Linked DNA regions of Mus musculus: regions 1 and 3 are each linked to region 2. A link is a contact called in public HiChIP or PLAC-seq data. All regions are on one chromosome and are shown on one strand. The core of a region is the stretch at or near the end of the contact, and the rest is flanking DNA. Distances in the headings are between cores, read along the strand shown.

Evidence for each region. HiChIP or PLAC-seq counts read pairs in DNA pulled down with a chosen protein or histone mark.
Region 1: an H3K27ac HiChIP or PLAC-seq map of trophoblast stem cells shows a contact between it and region 2, with 3 times the contacts expected there. The contact joins two enhancer-like sites. A contact is called at or near these places in 1 of 484 Hi-C or Micro-C datasets (Sertoli cells), 3 of 115 datasets of contacts at active chromatin or transcription factors (embryonic stem cells and trophoblast stem cells) and 3 of 9 other capture datasets (adipose tissue, embryonic stem cells and liver).
Region 3: a RAD21 HiChIP or PLAC-seq map of pro-B cells shows a contact between it and region 2, with 4 times the contacts expected there. The contact joins two enhancer-like sites. A contact is called at or near these places in 1 of 15 datasets of contacts at CTCF or cohesin (pro-B cells), 2 of 484 Hi-C or Micro-C datasets (embryonic stem cells and uterus), 1 of 115 datasets of contacts at active chromatin or transcription factors (embryonic stem cells) and 2 of 9 other capture datasets (adipose tissue and embryonic stem cells).

What each region holds. Positions count from the first base shown.
Region 1 is chr1:164,530,375-164,534,618 of GRCm38.p6, forward strand. No RefSeq gene overlaps it. Among named protein-coding and RNA genes, the nearest start is that of Gm26685, 29 kb to the left of the region's middle. Within about 2 kb of position 1,552, at least 11 of the 459 cell types and tissues checked have an H3K27ac peak or open chromatin away from gene starts, as enhancers often do. A contact at or near this core is called in trophoblast stem cells, where this site is marked.
Region 2 is chr1:164,365,366-164,369,789 of GRCm38.p6, forward strand. The region is part of intron 9 of Nme7 (NME/NM23 family member 7); the gene reads left to right. Among named protein-coding and RNA genes, the nearest start is that of Gm39690, 51 kb to the right of the region's middle. Within about 2 kb of position 1,261, at least 27 of the 459 cell types and tissues checked have an H3K27ac peak or open chromatin away from gene starts, as enhancers often do. A contact at or near this core is called in pro-B cells and trophoblast stem cells, where this site is marked.
Region 3 is chr1:164,600,251-164,604,744 of GRCm38.p6, forward strand. No RefSeq gene overlaps it. Among named protein-coding and RNA genes, the nearest start is that of Gm26685, 99 kb to the left of the region's middle. Within about 2 kb of position 2,996, at least 8 of the 459 cell types and tissues checked have an H3K27ac peak or open chromatin away from gene starts, as enhancers often do. A contact at or near this core is called in pro-B cells, where this site is marked.

The sequences.
Region 1 (4,244 bases), core at 302-2,801, 170 kb after region 2:
GAGGGCTAGCCCACTGTGGGTGATACCTCCCTCGAGTCTCAAGTAAGGTGAGCGAGCCATGGAAAGTAAGCCAGGAAGCAACACTCCTCTCCAGTCTACTTCAGTTCCTGCCTGGAGGCTCCTTCCCTGACTTGACTTCCCTCAATCATGGACTGTGACTCTTTAGTGGAAATAAACCCTCTCCACCCCGCCTTAGTTGATTTAGGTTGGTGTTTTATCACGCACCAGAAAAACAACCTAAAACAATGAAGGGTCTTTCCCGAGATCCACTTACAAAACTCTATCCTAATCTTAAAGTTCGGAAGACCCCCATGCCAAGCTGCTTCTTCAATAGGGATCCGTCTAGGCATTTCTTCATGATCTGGACCTGATTAATAATTTTGGGAGGAAGGCTGCACATGTGACTTTGGGTGCTCCCCAGTGTATACCCATCGGGGGCACAGTTGGCACCACACACGTTTCTCCATTTCACTTTCCCCCCTCCTTCCTGCTGTCAGTGAAGAAGCAGTTTGTGGGGCGACAGCTCGTGGCTTTCCACTGCCGCTAGTTCCTTGTATGCTGGACTGTGCCATTTGAAATTACCTATCCTTAAATATTTCAGTTATGAAATTTCATTTTCTGGGTCAGAGAGGTAGCTTAGTTGGTAGAGTGCCTGATATGCAAAAGGCCCTGAATTTGACATCTAGCATTTGAGAGAGAGAGAGAGAGAGAGAGGGAGAGAGAGAGAGAGAGAGAGAGAGAGAGATATGAACATACTGCCATGCTCCTGTAATCTAATCACTTGGGCAATGTAGGTAGGAGGATCAGAAGTAGCAAGTTGGAAGCCAGCCTATGCACCTCTCTCTCTCTCTCTCCTTCCTCCCCCTCCTCCCCCCTCCTGTCTATCTGTCTCTCAATTTGACAGCCCCAATATTTGCAATTGTTAGTTGTCTAAATATGTTGTCACTAGCAACCGCCCTCTTGTTTGCTTGACCATCTTCCTGAGTTCCCAACTTGAGTTTAATGATCTTGGAGCCCCGTGGTTCAGCCTTAGTGAACCTTTTTTTCTAAAGACAGTTCGCCTTTGAGTTTTTCAAACAGAGGGAAGGGTCCAGCCTTCGGTGATAGCTTTTGACTTAGAGCAAGAATAGGTTTAGCGGGCTGGAGAGATGGCTCAGTGGGTAAGAGAACTGACTGCTCTTCCGAAGGTCCTGAGTTCAAATCCCAGCAACCACATGGTGGCTCACAACCATCCGTGATGAGATCTGATGCCCTCTTCTGGTGTGTCTAAAGACAACTACAGTGTACTTACATATAATAAATAAATAAATTAAAAAAAAAAAGAATAGGTTTAGCACCCTCACCCCACTATTTTCTAAGATGCCCCAGAAAAGCTGGTAACATCTGATCTCTTTTGTTTGGCAATAGGGCTTCTAAAGATGTATGAAGTCAGTGGCTATGGTTAATTACAGGGTTTATGAGGCTGAGGAAGGAGTGTCATGAGGTCACAGTCACCCTGAAGACTCTGTGGGAAGACTCTTTCTCAAGAGAAAAGAAAAAGAAAGAGCTAGGGCGGGGTGCTGTAAGATGGCTCAGCAGGTGCAGGCACTTCCCACTAAGCCTGATGACTTTGTGTAGCCCTAGGCCCTGCATGGCAGGAGAGAAAAGATCCTCATTAGCTGTCCTCTGACACAAGTGCACCCACCTCAAACAAACAAATAAGTGTAGTTAAAAGAAAAAAAAAGCAAAAAGAGCAATAAAGATATTATTGCCTCATGAAATATCACAGGGACCCCAAAGCTGAGAAAGCAAAGCCAGTCACAAGGAAATTCGTGGTCTGGTTTTTAAAAGTCTCACCGAATAAATTATAAATGGATAACCCCAAGTGTTCACAAAGCTTTCAAAGGGATTGTATCAGCTTACACCAAAAGGCTCACAACCAGCACAAATGAAATGGGACATTTGGATTCCTCGATACATGTAATGAGCTGGCTGAAAAAATTACTCTGTGGCAGAGCCAAGTACTCTGTGGGCAGTGCCAAGAGGTTCAGAACGAGCAGCAGACCCAAGAGCCTTAGTGAACACCGGGCAGGCAGTTTGTGCCCCTCTGGGTTTCAGAAAGATGTCTGGACCTGTGACTGCTATGCACCTCATGCGTCCTTCCTTTATGAACAGGAGTGTCTGTCATAGTTATGTTGAACTATTATATCACTGGGGGTTGGGGGTGGAAGGTAGGAGGTGGGGATGGGGGTGAGGGTGTGTTCAGTAACTTTAGCTTACTCTTTATAGTGGAGGAATGGTACTCAAATTGCTATATTTGAAGTGCTTGGTTTAAACAATGGCCTAATGTCGTGATAGAGTGAGATTTGGTGGTCCTAGAGGCAAGTATTTATCAAGGAAGAGGGGTAAATTGTTGACTAAACAATGGTAGTTTCCAGATATAGCCCCAACAATACCTTTTGTTTTTGCAATGTGATCTTGACTCATTGAGGGGCGGAGACTATAACCCTTTCTTTGAAACTGAGCACATGTGGAACTAGAGCAGAAACAAAACTCTGTTGAAAACTAGGGTACCATCCTACCTAGCTCCCTTGAGATGCTTGTTCTTAATACTTAGGGCTTTCTCCTTGTGGAGAGGCAAGAGGAGAGGTGACATGAGAGTTCCATGGACTGCCATAGCCGAGGTCCTTCTAGCCAACAGTCCCTGCGGACTGCCACTTTGACTGATCCTTTATAAAATCCCATTTGCTTACCATCAGATAATCCCCAGGGATCAAGTCACTCCACCTGGTAGTTCATAGTTTAGTATAGAGACAAGCTGTCCATTTCTGAATTTATAATTCACACATGACTATGTAGGCCTGGAAAAGTGTTGTTTTTTTGGGGGGGGGGAGGATGTTGTGTTAGACCTAGTGGGGAAACCCCCACCCAATTCCCAATTCGGCGTGCACCCAAAAAAATCACGAAGGACCATCTCTTGATGTAACTACATGAGGACGTTTAATGACGGAGCTCCGGACCGACATGCATCCCACACAGGAGATAATGCATGTCGGCCCCGAGGCTTGAAAGCTAGGGGGTTTTATGGGGTAAGGGGCTTAGGGGTGTGGAATTCAGCATAGCGACACACTATTGGTTTATTCAAACATTAACAGAAAGATTACAGGGCATCAGGACTTTGTTCCTGTGGGCTGGGGGCTTATCTTTGTTCACATAGCAACCAGTTGATGTATGACTTTACCCGGCATCAAGGGGCAGTAGACAGAGGGGAGGTTCCGGCCAGGTGGTGTTGACCCAGACAAGATAGCCCTGCTTGTACAATCAAGCCATTCTTAGGAATGTCTTAACAACAGCCCTGTCTGTTCTGCTTTGTTCTCGGCCCCAGGCCGGAGGCTCATAGACAACTCTTTTACATGAATCACAAGATACAAAATCTCATTTTCTTTCAGTTGCAGACCTCTGAGAGAATCTGTCTCCACTGAACCATACTCAGTGGGTAAATACTGACCAACTGGGGTGCTAACAGGAGGCAAGTGTAAAAGATGTGAAGAACACACAATAATAACATTTCTACCTTTACCTGTGAACAACAGGCTGCTTTTCTTTATGTTCTCCATTTCAAGTTCTTTAGAAAGAAAATAAGTTTTCTAGGCAATTACCATTGTATCTTGCAGAGAGAGGGTTTTTGTTTTGTTTTGTTTTTCCATAAAGCCATGTGACAGATTACTAGCTATCCCCAGGACCTGGGAGGTGAAAAGAGATCAAGAGTTCAAAGTCACCTTATCTTATCTCGGCTCCACTGGAAGTTTGAGGTTAGCCTGAACTATATGAGTCTCTGTTTTTAAAAACCTTTCTATTGTGGCTGGAGAGATGCTCAGTGGTTAAGAGCACTTGTTCTCACTATTGTTGCAGAGTACCTGGGTATGGACTGTCTGCTGTCTTAAGGTTTTATTGCTGTGAAGAGACAACTTGACCATGGCAACTCCTATAAAGGAAAAAATGTTTAGCTGGGGCCAGCTGACAGGTTCAGAGGTCCGTTATAGTCATGGCAGGAAAGATGGTGGCATGCAAGCACACATGGTGCTGGAGAAGGGGCTGAGAGGTCCAGGCATAGCTTGAGCATAGAAGACCTCAGGGCCACCTCCACAGTGACACACTTCCTCCTACCAGGCCATACCTTCTAATTGTGCCACTCCTCATGGCCAAGTAGTCAAACACATGAGTATATGGGGGCCATATCTATGCAAACCACCACAGCCACCTTT
Region 2 (4,424 bases), core at 11-2,510:
GAAAACATCTCATCATCAAAGCTGTAGCATGTCCCACAGTATTTCCCTCTGTCCACACATCTTCACTTGGAAATGTTCGCTGCAATGAGTCATTGGTCTGGTCCGAGGCCTCTGGCTTCTGCCACACCATTGGTACTGGATCCGGGACTCGTCCCAGTTATCCTGTTGTTGCCCTCCTATGTCATGGCAAGTCTTCTGCTTTGGAATTGCAGGACTGGCCCTCTCGTGCTCTCCAACAGTTCACAGATGGTGTAGAATTTAGGGTGGGCCAACTCAGACCCCTGGATCTGGGCCTAGAAGTATATTAGAGAGCTGAGCAAGCTCTCCAGCACTGCCCCAGCTAGCCCACCCAATGCTGCCGCCAGCAGGGTTAAGGTCAGCTCTCCTGCTCTCCTGCTCTTTGTGAGGGACCACAAAAGAGCAGGAGAGCAGGATAAAAGTTTCACTCTGCCCAGTCAAGGTACCAGAACCACTCTCTCAGTTGATGCACTTGTGGCCCCTAGTGAATTGTTTCTTGATTGTCTTAGGGTTTTATTGCTGTGAAGAGACACCATGACCATGGCAACTCTTACAAATGAAAACTTTTCATTGGAGCTGGCTTGCGGTACAGAGGTTTAGTCTTTTATCATCATGGCGGGGAAACATGGTGGCACAGATATAGACATGGTGACAGAGAGGTAGTCAAGAGTTCTACATCTAGATCTGCAGTGCAGCAGGAAGAGACAGTGAGCCACTAGGCTGGCTTCAGCTTTTGAAACCTCAAAGCCCACCTCCCAGTGATACACTTCCTCCAACAAGGTCACACCTCCAATAATGCCCCTCCCTATGAGTCTGTGGGGGCCATTTTCCTTGAAACTACCACATTGATATTCAGAGGTTTGTGTAGTTCCTCCCATATTGACTTTTGGACTTGACTGTGACTTTCTTTAGCACTTACCTTCCTAAGGCACGCTGCAGTCACAGGCTTGCTGAGCACACGTGCATTGGACTTTGTCTTTGAGTGCTCTAGTTAGAAACCAGTGGTGTGACTAAGAAGCTCTGATGAACACTACCTGGAGTCTTGCCCTCAAGACAAGCTATAGCTTTCAGAAGTGTCAATCTAATTCTACGATTTGCTGACAAGCCCCAGAAATGCAGATCTCAAGCTGCTCATCCAAACAATGCCATGTATAACGAAAGTCTCGCCTCTAGCACCGGGAGCTGACTTCATTCACTGAGAATGACTCTGAGCCTGAGGTCTGTGGCTAGACCAGTCTCTGGAGCCAAGTGCCTATTGTAGGCTTCACTGATGGAGAGGTGAAGAACTCGGGGAACCTCCGGGTGTGAGTGGGGGTGTGTGTGTGCTTGTTATCTGCATCACAGTCCTCCACGATGATTAATGCCCAGGAGTTTGTGCAGCCCTCAGTCCTGTGGCTGCATTCCTCACATTATGATACTTGGGAGCAACCCCCTGCCTCACAGTCACCTCAGGGGCTACAAATTGGTAGACTCAGAAGGGTGGGGCAGTCAGTCCAACCCTGGGACTGAAAAGCTAACTGTGACCAGCAGAGGCCGCTGCTAAGCAACTAGCAAAGTGAAGGCCTTTGGGGATGTCAGACAGTCACCAGCACAGTTCAGCACAGAGCAGCAGAAAGCACAGGAAGACACTGTGCACTCCTTTCTGGTCTTTCCGTTGTACTTTTAGGAACATTTTACTTAATTTTACTATTTTAATATTTACTATATTTTATACCGTCTTCTATCCATCTTTTTTAGTCATCTCCATAATCTCCATGCCCTTGTCTAATTTTGTTTTTTCTTTATTGAGCAATCTTCTATCAGCCTTTTTTTTTTTTTTTTGTCTCCTTATCTACCTTTAGTAGTTTTTTGACTGTATCTTTCCGATTTTGTTATTGTTTTTGTTTTTTTGAGTCAGGGTTTCTCTGTGTAGTCCTGGCTGTTCTGGAACTCACTCTGTAGACCAGGCTAGCTTCGAACTCAGAAATCTGCCTGCCTCTGCCTCACAAGTGCTGGGATTAAAGGCGTGTGCCACCACTGCCCGGCTCTTTCCAATTTTTAAAAAGGCTTGTATATGTTTTTGGTTTATTCCCTTCTTATACTTATCTGTTAGTTATGCATTTTCCCATGAAATCTTTTTGTTTTCCTCTGCTCCAGTCTCTTGCCTTTTGCTCTTGCCTTCTTTACATTCTTCTCCATTCCTTTTCTTTAGCTTGTCTTTTCTTCTTGTTCTTTCCCGTCTTCATTTACCTTATGTATCAATAAAAAATAACAATGAGTAGGTGGTAAAGCATACAGGAGTGAGCCTTCCACAGCCAAGCAGTCACCTCCGAAGGGGGGAGGCTAACTGTTGGAGACCTGTAACAAGAGCTCCGGCTTGGGATGTCGCTGGTAGTTAGCTCCAAAACTATTTATTAAACTTCACATGGATGCCATACCCTGTACCATAGGTTTATTTTTATTAACAACTCATATATGGAAATTAAGTAAAGCATAAAATGTATGGTGCACACACACACAAGTATGCTTGTGAATGGGTTGAACATTTTAGAAGAACATGGGAGAAATGAACACAGCAATGAATGCCTTTATTAAGAACTGAAATTCTAAAGTAGGGGAAAATTTACTTTCATGATATACAACTTTATTTTCATTTTATGTGTTTCATCATTTTCAAATTAAAGAATAAAGAGTAGGAGAAATTAAGACAAAACTAATTGCACATTTATGATTTCCCTTGGTTGGGTAGGTTGAGTTGTGGACATAGAAAGGCTGTGACTTTTTTGTGGTTCTTTTTTGTGACTCTCAAGAATCTGAGGTCACAGGCCTGCACCAATCTATCCCATAAGACCTTGCTTTTCTGTTAAGTTTCCAGGTCACGCTCACACTACTGAAAGCTGGCACCATACTTTGAGGAGCCTCAGCATCAAAGCTGTCTCATTATCAGCATGCTGGGGACTAGGGGGAAAGTGGTCTGTACCAGTGAACATAATACACACTGCACAGGAGAGGGCAAGAATTTAATTTTAGAACACACTGCACAGGCGAGGGCAAGAATTATTTGATTTATAGCCAAGGATGTGTCTATTTTGAAGCCTGTTGTATACGTGGCAATGTAGTCTTCCTGAAGCTATGCCAGAGCCATTCGAACCAGCAGAAGAAGCAATGTTCTTGAAATATTGTGTCTAGATTTGCAGGTCTCCTTAGCTGTGACTTTGGGTAGCTAAAATAGACAAAACTGTGTAGTCCTTTAAAAAGTATAAGCAAAGCCAGATAGCCTTGAGAAGCTTCTAAAATGTGTTTCTTGAAAAGGTGACAAACAACAGAACTAATTTTAGATCAGGGAAAATATTTATTTTGTCCATATATGGACAAATGTTTACATGGCTTAGAGTTAGCTTTTCAGTCTTTTTGTGGTGTTTGGCTCTAAAAGAAACAAATTTCTACCGGTGTTTTTTTCACATATGTAGCATCCTTGTGATTGCACGCCATCTTTAACTGGGAGTTGCTCTTCTTCCAGTCCCAAAGGAGTTCACCTCTCAGATGAGGAGGAACCTCCCCTGCAGGGAGCTGGGGGTCCCTGTGGTGCAGAGCCTGCTTTGTAGGTTTCTGGTTTTCCCTGGTCTCGTACATTGTTTTCTATTCTTCTTAATCTTTTCAGTCTTAAGCCTGTTATCTTATTGCAACCAGGCTAGGCTAGCTATTCCTTATGTCCTTTGCTATGTTAAACCTATTCTGTCTTCACGGTAAGGATTCGTGTTTGATTGCTCTTCCCTGGGAGTCCTAGCTGCTGTCTGCCTGTTCTGTCCATGCTTTGTTGGTATGGAGTCTACCCTTACTGTTTTCTACGCCCACAGTTACAGTTGGATCGGTTTTAATGAGTGGGCACTACATTCTGGGTAGATCTGTAAAGCTCTTATTGGTTCCTCCTTCCATTGCCTTGCAGTGAGTTCTGAGTAATCCTTATTAGACAGTTGGTAAGGGAAATGCTCATTTTAGATCTAGATATGTGCTGTAAGTGGAGGGTCACTAATGATATTGGTTAAATCAGGTCTGTTTTGTAAACCTACTTGCTTAACAACTAAGTTGAATTTTATGGTTGGGTAATGGATCAATATGAGGCCCTAAGTGCCTTTCTTAGTTCTTAATTTAATAGTTAAACTGAACCTAAACTATTGTATGTTACTAAATTAATGCAATTATACTAAATTTTTAAATTATTTTTGGAATAGTAGCATAAACCAGAACAAGCCAGCTGTATTTTAGATCCTAAGTGTTCTCTCACTACTCATATGTTAATGACATACTTCATGGTGACCTTGGAAGGTGAGACCTGGTAAGGGGTTTTAGATCATCAAGGGTGTGTCCCTGAGGTGGACAAGAGGACAGAGCCCTTCTTTTCTCTTGCTTCCTGACCATGTAGTGAA
Region 3 (4,494 bases), core at 1,746-4,245, 240 kb after region 2:
AGCCTTGAGATGATAAATATATCCTGTTTAAGGATGAACTCTAACCGTCATTCAGCATCACACTGTTACCAATTATAAATCTCTGCGTTAAACCCTATCCACAACAAAAACAAGATTCTCTGGCCCAAATTCAAGGCTGCACCGACCTATCAGTATAAATACAGATATTTAGAAAGCAGTTTGACAGCCCACATAGCAAAATAACAGTAATTGATTCTCCCCATAGGGCTTATGACCTTCCAGTATGAAGTTTTAAAGGCAAATTGGTCAAGATATTGCTGACTATAGGTGAAAAGCATAGTATAGCAAGAGGAACAATAGGTATGTAGTCATGAAGACCTGAGTGCAGGCGGTAACTCTATCACTTCCTATGTGAGTAACTTAGGTTTGGGGAGAATTAGATTAAATAACAATGATAAAAACAGCCAGTAAAATCTAAGACATTTGAGAGTCGCATAACAATTGCTATCATCTCTGTCAGCTTTGCACCACTGCAACAAAATATCTGAAGGAAGTCAAATGTAACCGCATAAAGGTTTATTTTGGTTTATGGTTTAGGAGCCTTTTGTCCCATGGTTGGTTAGCCCTGTTGCTTTGAGCCTGTGACAAGGCAGCATGTGACAGTGGGGGAATGAACCTGAGGCAGCTGTTCACCTCAGGAAGAAAAGAGAAAGAGGAGATGAGACCTCACAGTCAATTTGAGGGGCACACCCCCTAAACGACTTAAAACCTCCACCATAGCTCTACGTCTCAAAAGTCCAGGCTGGAGACCAAGGCTTACGGGCACGTCTAACCTCTTGACATTGTGTGATAGCATCTAAAATTTTTACACTTGAGAACTGTGTAACTTAGTTACAAAACAGTAACAAAACCACCTCATGATCTTATAAGTAAGTTGTGATTTTGCCTTGGGCTGAATTCATAGAGATCTTCAGCATATATGGTCTGAGGGTGGAGGGCTGGACTCAGATGTTTAACATGTGGGCCTTTAGGGGACCCTTCAGATTCAAATGATAGCACAGCCTCTTTCCTGGGGACAAGTCTTAAATTGTAATTCCACTTCCCTGTCCTGGCATTCCCCTACACTGGGGCCCTTCGCAAGAACAAGGGCCTCTCCTCTCATTGATGTCCCACAAGGCCATCCTCTGCTCTATATGCAGCTGGAGCCATGAGTCCCTCCATGTGTACTCCTTGGTTGGTGATTTAGTTCCTGGGAGCTCTGAAGGTACTGATTGGTTCCTATTGTTGTTCCTTCTATGGTGTTGCAAACCCCTTCATCTTCTTGGGTCCTTTAACACAGCTGCCACTGTGCATTTCCTTACAGTGTAATTATCACCCCTTGGAGAGACCCTTTGCTGGGAACATTCTTGGTCAGTTTACTCCACTGCACTCCTCACCAGATTCTGCTTGGAATTCTCTGTACCACCATCACGACTCCAAGTGGCTGCCATGGGATAAACAGAAGGTTGCTTAGCATTTGGCTAAAGTGGGAGCTGATGAAGCATTCCTAACGGAGCCTGGGTTAGAGTTCCTAACGGACTCTCTGAGCCCTTGCGGGCCCATGCAGGCAAGCACGGAGTTCTTTCTGATGAAGTAGAAAACTCAAGAGGCCAAAACTTTTTAAAAGTGATTCGTGTAATATTTTGCGGTCGAAAGGGTTTATTATTTCTCCTATAAAGTGTCTCACACCTTGTGCTGTGACACTTTAAAGACACTTAACAAATATGGCTAGAATGTTCAGCTTTGCCAACATAAAGACTAAGGTAGTCCAAAGAAGTAATTTGATAACAATGAAAACTGATAGCTAAATTGACTGAGACTTATACCATGGAAGAACATTTAAATGGCCTCTCCCATGGTGCTGGCTCAACTCCAGCTCTGTCTTCCATGCCACATAGCATAATGGGGTAGTTGAGTCAGAGACTCCGGAATTGGGTCTCTGTTTCAAATTCTGACTTTGTTGGATGACATCATTGGGCAAGCGATTTAATTTCCCTTTGTCTCCGCTGCCTTCTCAGAAAAGTGGAGTACATTATACGGCTTCCTTAACAGTCCTTCTTATTTTTATTTATTAAGCAAATAATTTAGAATGTTCCAGACACTCTTTAAAGTTAGTAGATGAAGATTCAAAAGTTCCACTGGGCCAGGTGATGGTGGCGCATGCCTTTAATCCCAGCACTTGGGAGACAGAGGCAGGTGGATTTCTGAGTTCGAGGCCAGCCTGGTCTACAGAGTGAGTTCCAGGACAGCCAGGGCAACACAGAGAAACCTTGTCTCGAAAAAACAAAAAACAAAACAAAAACAAACAAACAAACAAACAACCCCCCAAAAGTTCCACTGGAGGCCTCGCATTTGGGGCTCAGAACCTGTTTGCTTGTAACTTCCTTGTTGGTCCTTGTTTCCCATGTGGGGTAGGGCAGAATGCTTTCTCTCCCAATACGGCAGCACTTAAGTCTGACCGTGGTTCTAACGCTTCACTTTTGCCTTATCTAGTTAAGCAGGCATGCTTCCTTCAGCTAACTGCAGCATGGCAGATGATTTCCAGTTACACCCAGAAGCCACAAATAGAAGGAGTGTTCCAGGTAGACTAGTTAAGGCAACATTGGAGGACTAGTCAGGCTCCTGGCATTCCTCCATGTTCTATCTGCTCACTCTTAACCATTTACTTCTGCTTTGTAATTAGCGTTCTCATTTTGTAACTTTACTAGATTTCAATCCAGGTCTATGTTCTGCTTCTTTCTGTTCCATGTTGCTTTTTTAGGGACTTGGTTCAGACCAAATCCTAGATGTTCTAATTGGATCACCCCTGAGCCGGTGGTCCTGGGCTATACAGGGGAACAAGGCACTCAAGAGTGTCTCTCCATGGCTTCTTCTTCAGTTCGTGCCTTCAGATTCCTGCGTCTGCTCCTGATCCAACTTCCCTCTGCAGTGAACTGTGATCAGGAGGCCAAATAAACTCTGTCCTGTCCAAGTTCCTTTGTTCATGCTGTTTATCACAGCCATAGAAAGCAAGCTAGGATACAGGACTTAAGCCGGGCTCTGGTCTAGCAGGTTTGTGGTAAATGCTTTGCTTGAGTAATCCTAAAACCTGAAACTCTCAGCTGGACTTATTAATAGGCAGTAGAGGAACAAAATGAACTTTCTGGATGGTATTGAATCTAAGATCCTATTGGTCATTAGATACACCGAAGCTTTATGTAACATATATACTGCAAGTATACAGTACCAGTTTTCTGGATCAACAGTATTTTTATTCAGATAGAAAGAATTCTTTTAGGCTTATTTAACCCTAGATTGCATTCTTTAAAAAATAAAAAACTTATTTTATTTTTACTTATATGTATGTGCACTTCTGGGTATGTCCACAGGAGTGCAAGTGACTGCAGAGGCCAGAAGGGGGCGCTGGATCCCCTGGAGTTTGAGCTACAGGTGGTTGTGAGCTGATACGTGTGCTGGGAACAGAACTTTGGTCCTATGAAGAGCAGGAAGTAGTCTTAATTAACTGTTGAGCCATCTCTCCAGACCTTATCCTTTTATTTAATATATTTCTACTTATTCTTTGAGAATTTCATATATGCATATGATATATTCCAATCATATTTAACCTCTACAACTTCTTTTTTTTTCCTGTCAAATCCCAGCCACATCTTCCTCCCAACTTCATATCTTCTTCTCTTTATTTTTAATCTAATGAGCTCAGTTAGTTCTGCCCATAAATCTCTGACCGTGGGCCAATGCACTCTAGCCTACCAATGGCCATATCCTTAAAGAGAATTGACTTCCCCCTATCTCTGACCCATCAGCTGTCAATAGTGCTGGAGTCCCTTAAGCCTATCCCTTCTCTGGTTGGAGTCTGTGTTGGAGTGGTCACTGTTTTGACCTTGGGCAGGTAGACACAGTTGCTGTAAGTTCTCAGTCCAGATGTTCTGTCATATCCAGATGAAACTGTTTTGACCTAGTCTTCCCCAACCTCAGCCCTTACAGTCGGCCTGACTCCTGTGTGACTTCACAAGGGAGAAGGGGGTATAATAAATATTTTCCATCTATGGCTGTGCACTACACAGACATTAGACTCTGCGTTTTGTTCAGTTATGAGTTTCTGTATCAACTACCATCTAATGTACAAAAACATTCTCTGAGAAGGACTCTAATGAGACCCACCATAATGTGTAGGTACAGAGATTGATTCTTAGAAGACAGTTTAATGTTATATCTATTTAGCAAAGTTGTAGAAGTAGGCATACTCCTGGCGCTTCTGAGCTCCTTCACCATAGATTCTTGATCAAACTTGCAATATAGAGTATGAGTATTCACTGTACAGCAGGCCTTAAATCCAATCAGAAACTTGTTTCTCCACAAAGCATTGCATAACGTAATGTTCATCTCAGTATTGCATCCTGGGCATATCTTTGTAGGCTAGGCATTATAATAGATTGCAGGGCTCGCAACTGGGTCAGACTTTGTTGGTGACCTTCCTTTGTTGATGACTGATGA